Linked DNA regions of Sus scrofa: all the other regions are linked to region 2. Evidence: chromatin contacts called from public Hi-C data. All regions are on one chromosome and are shown on one strand. Each heading gives the region's core, a stretch centred on a gene start, on an enhancer-like site or on the middle of the called end of the contact. The rest is flanking DNA. Distances are from core to core; before and after follow the strand shown.

Region 1 (3,390 bases), core at 440-2,939, 420 kb before region 2:
GGGAAAAATGGTTCCAGTTTAGCTAAACTGACACAAAACAAAGCTATCACAATCTTTCACTTCACAACTGGGTACCCACATAACCTCTTTTAATCATACTTAATTTCCAAATAAATATATTAGTAAAAACATCTTTCTGTTGTAAATCAACTAGACTTCAGTTTTTAAGAAAATTAAAAACTTTGTAATATGATAAAAGTATTTGATGTACACATAAAATCATGCTAACACTCTCCTGAAAAGATGCAAATTCCTTTACTCAGTTTTGGTTAATGTGCCTTTCTCTTCGAGTTCAATCACAGCTGAATCACATTCCCTTTTTGATATGCTCTAACTTAAATCCTGAGATATAAGCTTAGCTGCTGTTAACACAACTGATATCTTGGGGGTTGGAGAGAGAAAAAACAGAGCTGGTTAATAAAAGTACAAATCATTCACATAAAAATAAGGAAGAAATACATATTAGCGTTTATTTCTGCAACTGGTAACATGTTTTTATTAATTCTATACTTCATTTTGCCACCCATATACTCTTTGCCTTCAGCAAGCACCTTGTGTAGTCATAATTCTCTGCCTAGTAGGACAAACCGAACATTTATTCCTAAAGGGCATAAATGATTAGCAGCTTTGCTTTAGTTTTTACCACACTGTGTGGAAGTACTAAGATGTATCCTTTTGAGATTTACAGACACACTCCTCCTAACCTTCTTAGTGTAGTGGAAACTTCATATCCTCTTGATGATCAGAATCAGTCACTTCAGCCGAATTAAAATTCCTCTTCTCTACCCATTGACTCACTACCACGAGTACTTTTATGTAGCCAGATGACACTGTCAAATTTCCATTTAATGGAACGCTTTCTGTGGCCCCCAGGAGACTCATTCCTTCCTTGAGAACTAAGCCCTTTAAGCCAGAAGAACCCAGGTTGTAGAGCTGAGAAGCAGTACTTTTGTTAGTGACTCATCAGCAGTCAGTAGTGAGATAAGCCACATCCACTTCCACTTCTGATTCCCAGACCTGTGAGGCCTGGCTGTGAGAGAAGCATTGTAAGTTAAACACTGACTTATCCTGAATGGCATTACTCTAGTCCTTCAATGTGTTGTCATCCATCTGACATCATAACCCAGTCTTCAAAAGGTCATTCTATCAGGTCAACTGTTTCAGAGTGATGGAGAAGGTAATAATGCAAGGGAATCTCATGCACACAGACCTAATGCTGCCCTTTCTTAGCTGTAGAATGATTTCTTTCATCAGAAGCTGTGCAGTATGGAATATCATGGTGGGGAACAAGTCCACAGAGGGTGATTTTGGCAGAAACATTGCAGGTAGGAAAGGCGAATGTATATCCACAGTAGGTTTCTGTTCCATTGAGAACAAAGAATCGACCTTCTAGGATGGAAGTAATGTAATCACTCTACTTATCGCCCTGCAACCTGCTGATCCTCCTGGAAATAGTGTCATATAGGGCTCAGTATTAACTTTCAGCAGCAGATTGGCCACTCAGCAGTAGCTGTTGCCAGATCAGCCCTGATGATGAGAAATGCACATTGCTTAGCCCATACAAAATCTCTTTGCCTGCTGCCCGTAGCTACTTTGTTTATGAGCTCATGGGACAAAGACAGGGATAGCTGCAAAAACAGGCTCACTCATGCCCACAGAGTGGATCATGGTGTCCTCTGCTGCTGAAGTGGCTCTTGTGGGAAGAGGTCATGAGAGGATGTGACCACCTGTTGACCTGCAAGCTGGGCCCAGGCAATATGTGACCTCTTACCCCCTCCACATCTTTGAAATGTGCATTCCTCTTGCTTTCCCTGTGCTAGCCTTGAGAGAGTCTGTGAGTCCATCTGAACTGTGTATGTGACTGAACCCAGTTAAGGCTTCTATGTATAAACTTTTTAGATTCTGGCAGGCAGGCATGGAGACAAGCCTCCCAAGTAAGTTCCCTTGCTTATTAAAACTGCCAGCTCCCAACCCAGAGTGGACTGCCTCTTTCTGTAGTTTCTCCTTGCTCTCTGTGTACAGGGACCAGTTTACAAATCAACAGCTCTTTGGTGAGCATTGATGAAGGACCAAACGATTCTCATGATTTATGCCCAGAATCTACCCACATACTTCTTGTCAGACCTCACTATCACCGATTTTCCAATCACTTTGCTTCTCACTGATGACTAGCCAACCAAGCTATTAGCCACGGCCCATGTCTCAATATGTATCTTCCCATCTCTTTCCCACAAAACTTTCCCCAAGGATTAGGAAGTGGGCAAGAGTGTGTTCTTTGTTCAGTCTATTCAACATTCAACTAAAACTTTCAGTCATTTCTATAAGATGAGCAAAAAAGACAAGAAAGGAAGTATTTTCTAATTTTTAAAAAATATTAGAAAGGAAAAAGTAAAGCTATCTTGACTCACAGGTAACATGATCATGTACGTAGAAAACTAATCTAAAAAAATACTGCTGATGCACACAAATGATTTTAGTAATGTTGCAGATACAAGGTCAATGTAAAAAATCAATTTTATTTCTGTTACTAGCAAAGAACAATTGGAAGATAAAATAAAAAATAATACTATTTATAACGTCAAGTGATATAAAATAAGAATAACTAAAATATGTGCAAGATCTGTTACACTGAAACTAAAAAATGTTGGGAGAAATTAAAGATGATCTAAATAAATAGAAGTATATACCCTGTTCATTAATAGAAATACTATTTTTAAGATGTGAATTTTTTCTAAATTGATTTATAAATTCAAAGTATTCCCAAACAAAATCTCAGGAGTTTTTTTTTAAAAAAAATACATAGACAAATAAAATGTACATAGGCGTTAACAAGATGATTTTAAAATTTATATGGCTACTCAGAATAGCCAGAACGGTCTTGAAATAAAATTATACTTTGGGGGTATTTGTACTTTTTGCTTTCAAAACTTACTATAATTGTGATGATGTGATGTTGTGTAAAGAAAGACTAATAGTTAAAAGCAAATATTATGTCTAGAAACAGATCCACATTTACAATCACTTGATTTTTTCTAACCAAGGTACCAACATTACTTAAATGGGGGTAAAGAAAGTCTTTTTAACAAAAGGTTTTGCAAAAGATAACTTATATGAAAAAAAATATGAACCCCAAACCTCACCCCAAACCACCCATGAAAATTAACTCGATAGACCATAGTCCTAAATATAAAAGATAAAATTCTAAAGCAGTGGATTACTTTTGTAACACTTGGAGAGACAAATACCTCTTAGAACACAAAATATACTAATCATAAGAGGAAAATTTAATAAAGTGGACTACATCAAAATTAAAAACTGCTTATCAGTGCTAACATTAAGAAAATAAATATAAAAGCCACAGATTGGGAGAAATATTTACAACCCAAAGGA
Region 2 (3,278 bases), core at 740-3,239:
CTTCTCTAGGTCCAAGAAAAGAAAATGATAATGCAGCTAACTATTAAGTATTTCCAAAAAGCAAAGCACAAATCCCTACCAAGAAGAGCAAGAGATCTCTGGAAAATGCTATGCAGTCAAAGCCAGGATGATCTTTGATCTTCAAAATACCTAAGTGTCTTGGAAATAGATTGACTAGGTCCTGTACCAACCAGATATATCCTAGTGATACCTGTTTTACCTAAACTCTCAATATTTATAAGTTAGGCTAAGTAAGGGTTACTATTGGAATAGTTTCATTAAATATATAAATACAGAAATTCTGTCCCACCCCACCCCCCAACCCCCACTCACTTCCCATCAAAGAAACAAACCAGTGTGATTATGACAAGAGGCATAACTATGAAATAGAAATGTTTCATGGTTCATTGTCCTTAAGGGATAATTGATGTCCTGCAAATTAATTGGGCAAGAGAAAAATATTTCAGGCCTTTAAATAGAATAAATGCAAGAATGGAAGTGCCATCTTGGACCTGTCCAAGTGATCAAAGGAAGGTCAATGTACTTAAGACATTTATTCCACAATAATAAGGGATAATAGGTAGGTGGTATAACCTTCCAAAAACACACTTTTGTTTTAGTCATAGAGTTTTTTTTTTCAAAGTCTTCATCTATAGAGAAGGACATTGAGGCCAAAAGCATTAAAAACTTGCCTAATATTATTTGATACATTTGTATCTTCACAGTGACCAGCTCTCCAGTCTCCAGGACCCAGTCTGGGCTCTCTCAACCCATCACAACTTCCCCCATCACAGGGAGATGGAGGAAAAGGAGGTGAACAACGACAACAGAATTCACAGGAGCCCGTTTTAATATGCGTTCCTAAAACTCTCACTTTGAAATCAGGTTGAAAAAGGCTAAAGCTGGAAATCTTACGAAATAAAGCTTGTGCTAAAAACCATGAAACGGTCCACACAGCATGTGGTATGGGTGAAATGCTCAAAGAACGGCAGAATTGAACAAAATAATTTTTTTCCTGTCCAACTGATTATCACCAGTGTTAACAATTTGTGGGGTTAGGGATTCCCAGGCAGCAGGCAGGTATCATTAAAGGAAAAGAAATCCACGTCTGTGATATTTTACCTTCCATCTGCCTTTTTTTTTCTTTCTTTTCAGGGCCACACCCATGGCACATGGAAGTTTCCAGGCCAGAAGTCAAATCAGAGCTGTAGCTGCCAGCAACAGCCATAGCCACAGCAATACCAGATCTGAGCCTCATCTGCAACATAAACCACAGCTCATGGCAACACTGGATCCTTAACCCACTGATCAAAGCCGGAGATTGAACCCTCATCTTCATGGAAACTAGTCAGATTTGTTACCACTGCCCCACCACAGGAACTCCCCTGTTTACTTTTTTAATGACTAAATTTCGTTGTAATACTCAGTTTGAATAGAAAATAACGGGTAAGTCCCATGTATATCTTAAAGAAATAAAGAAAAACAGAAGTGTTTATGATATAATTCTTCAGTAGTTTTGTCAAAACTAACCTGCTTTTGATCGAAGTAGACAAGACTATTTTATCTCCATCCAAAGTTTTATTCTATCATCTGTTAAAACTAATTTTTCGAATCTTAGATCCAAACACCTATCTATCCAGGCCCTATCAATCACTAAACCCATGGATGATTTTAAAGTCTTGGGACTGGGGCACTAACACTTTCATCAGAAATTCTGTACTTGAAATGAGTATTTTGCTTCCAAAATTCATCCCAGCTAATGCACCCAGTGTAGCCATTGCTCAAAAATATTTTTTGGAATCCATCTTCAGGAAATGCCTTCACAACTAGATTACAGCAATCTCTGCAAGAAAACCACTTGAATGATTTGAAGTCGTACGTCATTTGTGACCAGTCGTGATTTCATTGAGCTTGCTCATCCACTCATTCATCAGGTTTGGCACTTGTCTCCTTCCAGAAATCAAATTCATCCTCAGAGGAGAAATAGATACTCTTGCTGAAGTAGTTTTCCAAAGACTCTGAGGCAATTCTTGGGCAGGCTCTTCTGGGATGCATACAGGGACACAGAGCCAGCAGAAAGTGGGAAGAAATCTGGGTGGCCAGAGACGTGTTCACTGGGGTCCACGTGTGGTCCGGGGTGTTAACCACGTGCCCAACGCTGGTGGTCCTGTGAGGGCCAAAGGCCTTACCATCCTGTGTTGGTTCAGGCAGTCAGTGGTTCCAGCCTGACCTACTGGCCAAGAGTCCTGGACTTAGTGAGATCTTTCCCTCCAAACATGGACCACAAAGACTGAAGGCCACATCCCCGGCCTCAGGAGCTCTGATTTAAACGCTAGCTCTGAAATCATCTGGCTACTTGCATTTGAGCAATTTACTTGCATTACTTTTTATGCTTTTGCATAAAATCTGTTGCTAAGAAACAGATGTAACTTTAAGTAAATGAGTTTATATCAAGTCATTTTCTATCACATTTGTCACAGGGTCTCCTAGTTATACGCACATGCTCTGAGGTCGGCAAACCTGGGTTCAGTCCCAGCTCTTCCACTCAATTCTCTGAGCTCCATTGTCATCTATAAAATGGGGATAAAAATCTTTCTCTCTTTTTTAAACAAAACCAGCCTTTTTAAATTTTTTATAGTTGATTTATAGTGTTGTGCCAATTTCTGCCATACAGCAGTGACCCAGTCATACATATATATATGTGTGTATATATATATACACACACACATACATACATATATATATATATTCTTTTTTCATACTCTCTTCCATCATGTTCTATTCCACAAGATTGGATACGTCCCCTGTGATGTACAGTAGGACCTCACTGCTTATCCATTCTAAAGCAACAGTTTGCATCTCCCTATACATCCCACTCCCTCCCTCTTGCCTCTTGGCAACCACAAGTTTGTTCTCTCTGGCTCTTGAAAGGTTGTGGATTAGATGAGAGAACCTGTATCCTAAGCATCATTCTTAACACATTAAACTGTTCACTAATTGCTGATATGACTGCACTTTGGATAAAGGAGGAAATGAGATGAATTAAACCCAGTTTCTATCTTCACCTTGTTCGAAAGTGCCCAGTGGAGTTGGAGCGAGACAGACTGGAAAGCAAATAGAACTGCAACAAATCCAGCAGCAAAGAAAACACCCAGTTGTTGGGAAGTGGTCATACTCCTGGAGGGCTTAGGGGAGAAGGAGAGTCAGAAAAGACTCTAAGAAAAATGCTCTTTAAGCTGTGTCTTAAAAGATAAGGAAGAATCCCCAAGGGGCAAAAA
Region 3 (3,489 bases), core at 437-2,936, 270 kb before region 2:
GATTTTGCTTCCTCTGTTTTTCTCAAATACTTTCTCAAAGGCTGCTCCTGTACCCAACCCAAACTTACTGCTTTGATCCTGCCTTGCAGACCTCTGTTCTCTTGACCTTTGGTTTTGTAGGTTACCCTCTGAAGGAGCAGTGCTCTTCATTATGGGAGGAGCAAAAATTTTTCCGTCATAAAATCCGATGACTGACCCAGTAGAGTTATGTTCTCTTGTACACAGTACCACCAAGTGGCCCTCTTCTACTTGCATCTCCTTCCTTCCACAAAACTGCACACACAGCAGGTCTTATGATGGGTTTCAGAGTACATAAGATGCTTTTGTACGTATTACATTATTTAAGTAGAAGGCTAAGCATTGTTACTCTGCTCTACAGGGAGTTTCAAAAGGATAAGATATTCCCCAAGATCACACTGCTAATGAGGGACAGAGTTGAGATTTGCATCCAGACATTCTCTAAGTTCTTTCCACTACACATACCAGTCTGTTCTCTTTCTATACTGCTTTCTGTTTTCTCTAACACAAAGGGTTCATGGACTTCACTTTTCAAAACTCACTGTGGATAGTGAAATGTTTATGGCTTTAGCTGTTTGCCTTCACAGAAGTGTCTGTTTTTTTCACTGAAAACCGGTTATAGCTAATTACCAACACTTGGAGCTCTCAGAGGATGAAAGATGAAATTATATTGCAAAACTCACTCTGACATAATTTTTGCAGTGTTTATCAAGATTGGTGGCATAGTTATTTCTGCCTGATAGAGCATTCTCAGAGCCTATATCAGAATTATTCTCAAAGTGCCTTGGACCAAGATCCCTACTCAGTTCCTATACCTGGGTGCAGGAGAGAGACACCTTAGTTATATTGCACATGCCCTCAGCCCTCACAGATACAGATTCTGCTAAAACTGGGTTTGTCCAGAGGCTCTAGTCATCGTTTTGCATGGTGAAAAATGCGGTTTTTAATGTGCATTTCATGTGCGCAATAGAATTCGAGACTAAAAGTGGTGCATGGAGATTATCTGTGTGAGCTATAGGGCCTAAAATAACCTAACACAGTGACTCTGAACTCTGAGCCATCCAACCCCTGGATCTCTCTGAGGGGGTCCAACCCGACCTTAGAGATATAGCCTTTCTAGTGCCCTCTACTGTCCAGGGCTGAAGTGACAGGAAACACAGTTCTGCATTCTGGATGTTTACTTAATAACTTAAAAAAACTACTCTTGGGCTGAAAGCAGGTTTTCCAAGTTTTGGTTCATAATAAGTAGTTTTTAAACATTTAAAAATAGGGGTGTGTAATAAAATGCTGAGAGACTCTCTGGAGATTGCTGCTGCTGGCACTGCTCTAATAGAAAGCATACGCATTGAGCCAACATTGACTGAAGAAGAAAACAAAGCTGTTAAAAGCTGGTAGGCTCATTTTCCAATAGCAGTAGCATTAATATCCTTCAAGTCACTCCTAACCATCGCTAATTAGAGGTTTATGAGGGATGGCCCTTCCCGATGGGTCACTTCAGGTTAGGCAGCCCACAGATTGGCTGTTGACTGTTGGCAACAATGGATTTGTGAAGAATTTCTGCTCAGCTCGAGGTGATTATCTTTTTTTTTCTTCTACTGTGTGTCTCTTATTTTGACTGGCTGAGGTTGGGTTGGACGATGAGGCCCTGATTCAAAGACAGTGCCAGGTTGTTGCTGGAGAGCTGCACTGACAGATTGTTGAAAACTTATTAGGCTTACGTTTTAACAGCCTGCAATGGGATGGAAATGTGCTCTTTCACTGGAAAAACTTAGAAAGGAAAACATGAGCTTGAGCTGAAATCAGCCCCGGGTCCAAATCTGCTGTCCTCTGGCACCAGACTGCCAAGGGCTGCACAGTGTTTAGAGATCAAGGCCTGGCTATGCCACCCACACGGTGAAAGGGACTCTGGCCACTGTGAAGTAGACGATTCTGAAAATGCACCTTCCAGGAGCTGGGGAAATTATAATGGGCTCAACGCTAGGTGCTAATGGCTTCAGCAGCAGCAGGCATTGGCCTCACATGAGGTTTCAACTGGGTGGTGAGGGGTTGTTCTTTTGGCCAGAGCCATTCTGTGCAATGATCTAAGAAAAAGGAATAAGGAACACCTCAAAACGTGGTGCCTTTTTTGACGTAGAAATGGGCAAAAGGATTGCAGCCAGTGCTGTTCGTGAGAGATATCTGGAGCCACTGGATTGTAATTATTTGTCACATAGTTAAAAGAATTCATTGAGCATCTTGCCTCTTCAAAAGTAAACCCAACCTCGCTGTCCTATCCCAGCACAGAAATGTATTATAAATATATATTATAAATATAGTATATTATAAATTACATATTATATATGACATATATATTATATTGTATGTTATTATTTATATTTCATATAATATTATAATTTATGTTTGTATTTTATAATTTATATGTATATATTTTTAAATCACTGTTAGCCCCTACTTCCCTGCTGCTTACCTGTGAGTGCCACTTGAATTAAGCCCTCTGCCCTGACCTACCACAGCTTTGCTCCCATCTCGGGAGGCTACTGAGGGATCTTAAAAGGGTTTCTGGGCTTTGCATAGGCCTGTCTCTGCTAGGAGGGACCCTGTCTTTCGCCAGCCAGCTTTTTCCCATCCTCCAGATAGCCCTGGGGTCCTCTCTTCTTAGGAACCTTTCTGGTAGCCCCAGGCGTGTTGGGTGCACACCATTGAGAGTGCCCATAGGCTTCTATGTTTACACTTCAGACCAGGCTGTAATCTTCCTGAGGACAGGATCTAGCCTAAATCTCCTTTTTTTTTTTTCCCGTCCACCCTCACAATATAGTGACTGCACAGAGTAGGCCCTTGAAAATGGTGTCTTTTTGAACACCATTCCTTCGCTCATTCCTTCACTCATTTGATAACTCTTAATGGAGTTCCAAGCATCCAGGCCCTGTTAGACTTTAGGCAGTTCAGTCTCTTAACAGAACCTATCTTTTTATGGTTCATAGACCTAAGCCATTTTCTCTCAGGCCGATTGTCTAGGGGTCTGGCTTTAATGAGCACCATTCAGTTCTCTGCTGAGGAAAAATGTGAGACGGAAAGTGACCCAGATGTTTTGAAATGCCTTCTCCATGCCAGGTTTCCCCTTATGACCCCTTTGCAGCTCCCCTCACACGGCTGCATCTGTGATTGACAACACTTATTGGTGTGTATACATAGGTAGCCAGGAAAAAAAAAATCTCCTCTCATGTTACCTTAGATAATCCCAAATTTCAAGTATATCCCACAGAATTGCAGTAAATACTTATTTATTCATTTATTTAATTAACATTGGGAGTGCCGTTGTGCATTAGTCATCATGCTAGACTCGTAAGGGATCAGGGGTGATCAAATAAAACAGATGCATCAGCATATAGGTATTTGCCTTGTTTACTAAAAACCTCATTGGAAAAATTCTTATATTGAATGGCAAACTTGCAGAATCCAGGTACTTAAAGA

Evidence for each region. A called contact is a pair of places that touch in the nucleus more often than the background predicts.
Region 1: a Hi-C map of psoas muscle shows a contact between it and region 2, with 1.9 times the contacts expected there. The contact joins two enhancer-like sites. A contact is called at or near these places in 2 of 47 Hi-C or Micro-C datasets (psoas muscle and skeletal muscle) and 1 of 2 datasets of contacts at active chromatin or transcription factors (skeletal muscle).
Region 3: a Hi-C map of skeletal muscle shows a contact between it and region 2, with 4 times the contacts expected there. The contact joins two enhancer-like sites. A contact is called at or near these places in 4 of 47 Hi-C or Micro-C datasets (embryonic fibroblasts, fetal heart ventricle, heart right ventricle and 1 more) and 1 of 2 datasets of contacts at active chromatin or transcription factors (skeletal muscle).

Annotation. Positions count from the first base shown.
Region 1 is chr1:28,350,305-28,353,694 of Sscrofa11.1, reverse strand. All of the region lies in intron 2 of PDE7B (cAMP-specific 3',5'-cyclic phosphodiesterase 7B), which reads left to right. Among named protein-coding and RNA genes, the nearest start is that of PDE7B, 74 kb to the left of the region's middle. Within about 2 kb of position 1,689, at least 3 of the 83 cell types and tissues checked have an H3K27ac peak or open chromatin away from gene starts, as enhancers often do. A contact at or near this core is called in skeletal muscle, where this site is marked.
Region 2 is chr1:27,932,757-27,936,034 of Sscrofa11.1, reverse strand. It overlaps LOC102158075 (a long non-coding RNA gene), which reads left to right. Exons shown (of 2, transcript XR_297933.3): 2 at 726-945. It also overlaps a transcript of MTFR2 not described here. Among named protein-coding and RNA genes, the nearest start is that of MTFR2, 26 kb to the right of the region's middle. Within about 2 kb of position 1,989, at least 3 of the 83 cell types and tissues checked have an H3K27ac peak or open chromatin away from gene starts, as enhancers often do. A contact at or near this core is called in skeletal muscle, where this site is marked.
Region 3 is chr1:28,205,263-28,208,751 of Sscrofa11.1, reverse strand. The region is part of intron 2 of PDE7B (cAMP-specific 3',5'-cyclic phosphodiesterase 7B); the gene reads left to right. Among named protein-coding and RNA genes, the nearest start is that of PDE7B, 220 kb to the left of the region's middle. Within about 2 kb of position 1,686, at least 9 of the 83 cell types and tissues checked have an H3K27ac peak or open chromatin away from gene starts, as enhancers often do. A contact at or near this core is called in skeletal muscle, where this site is marked.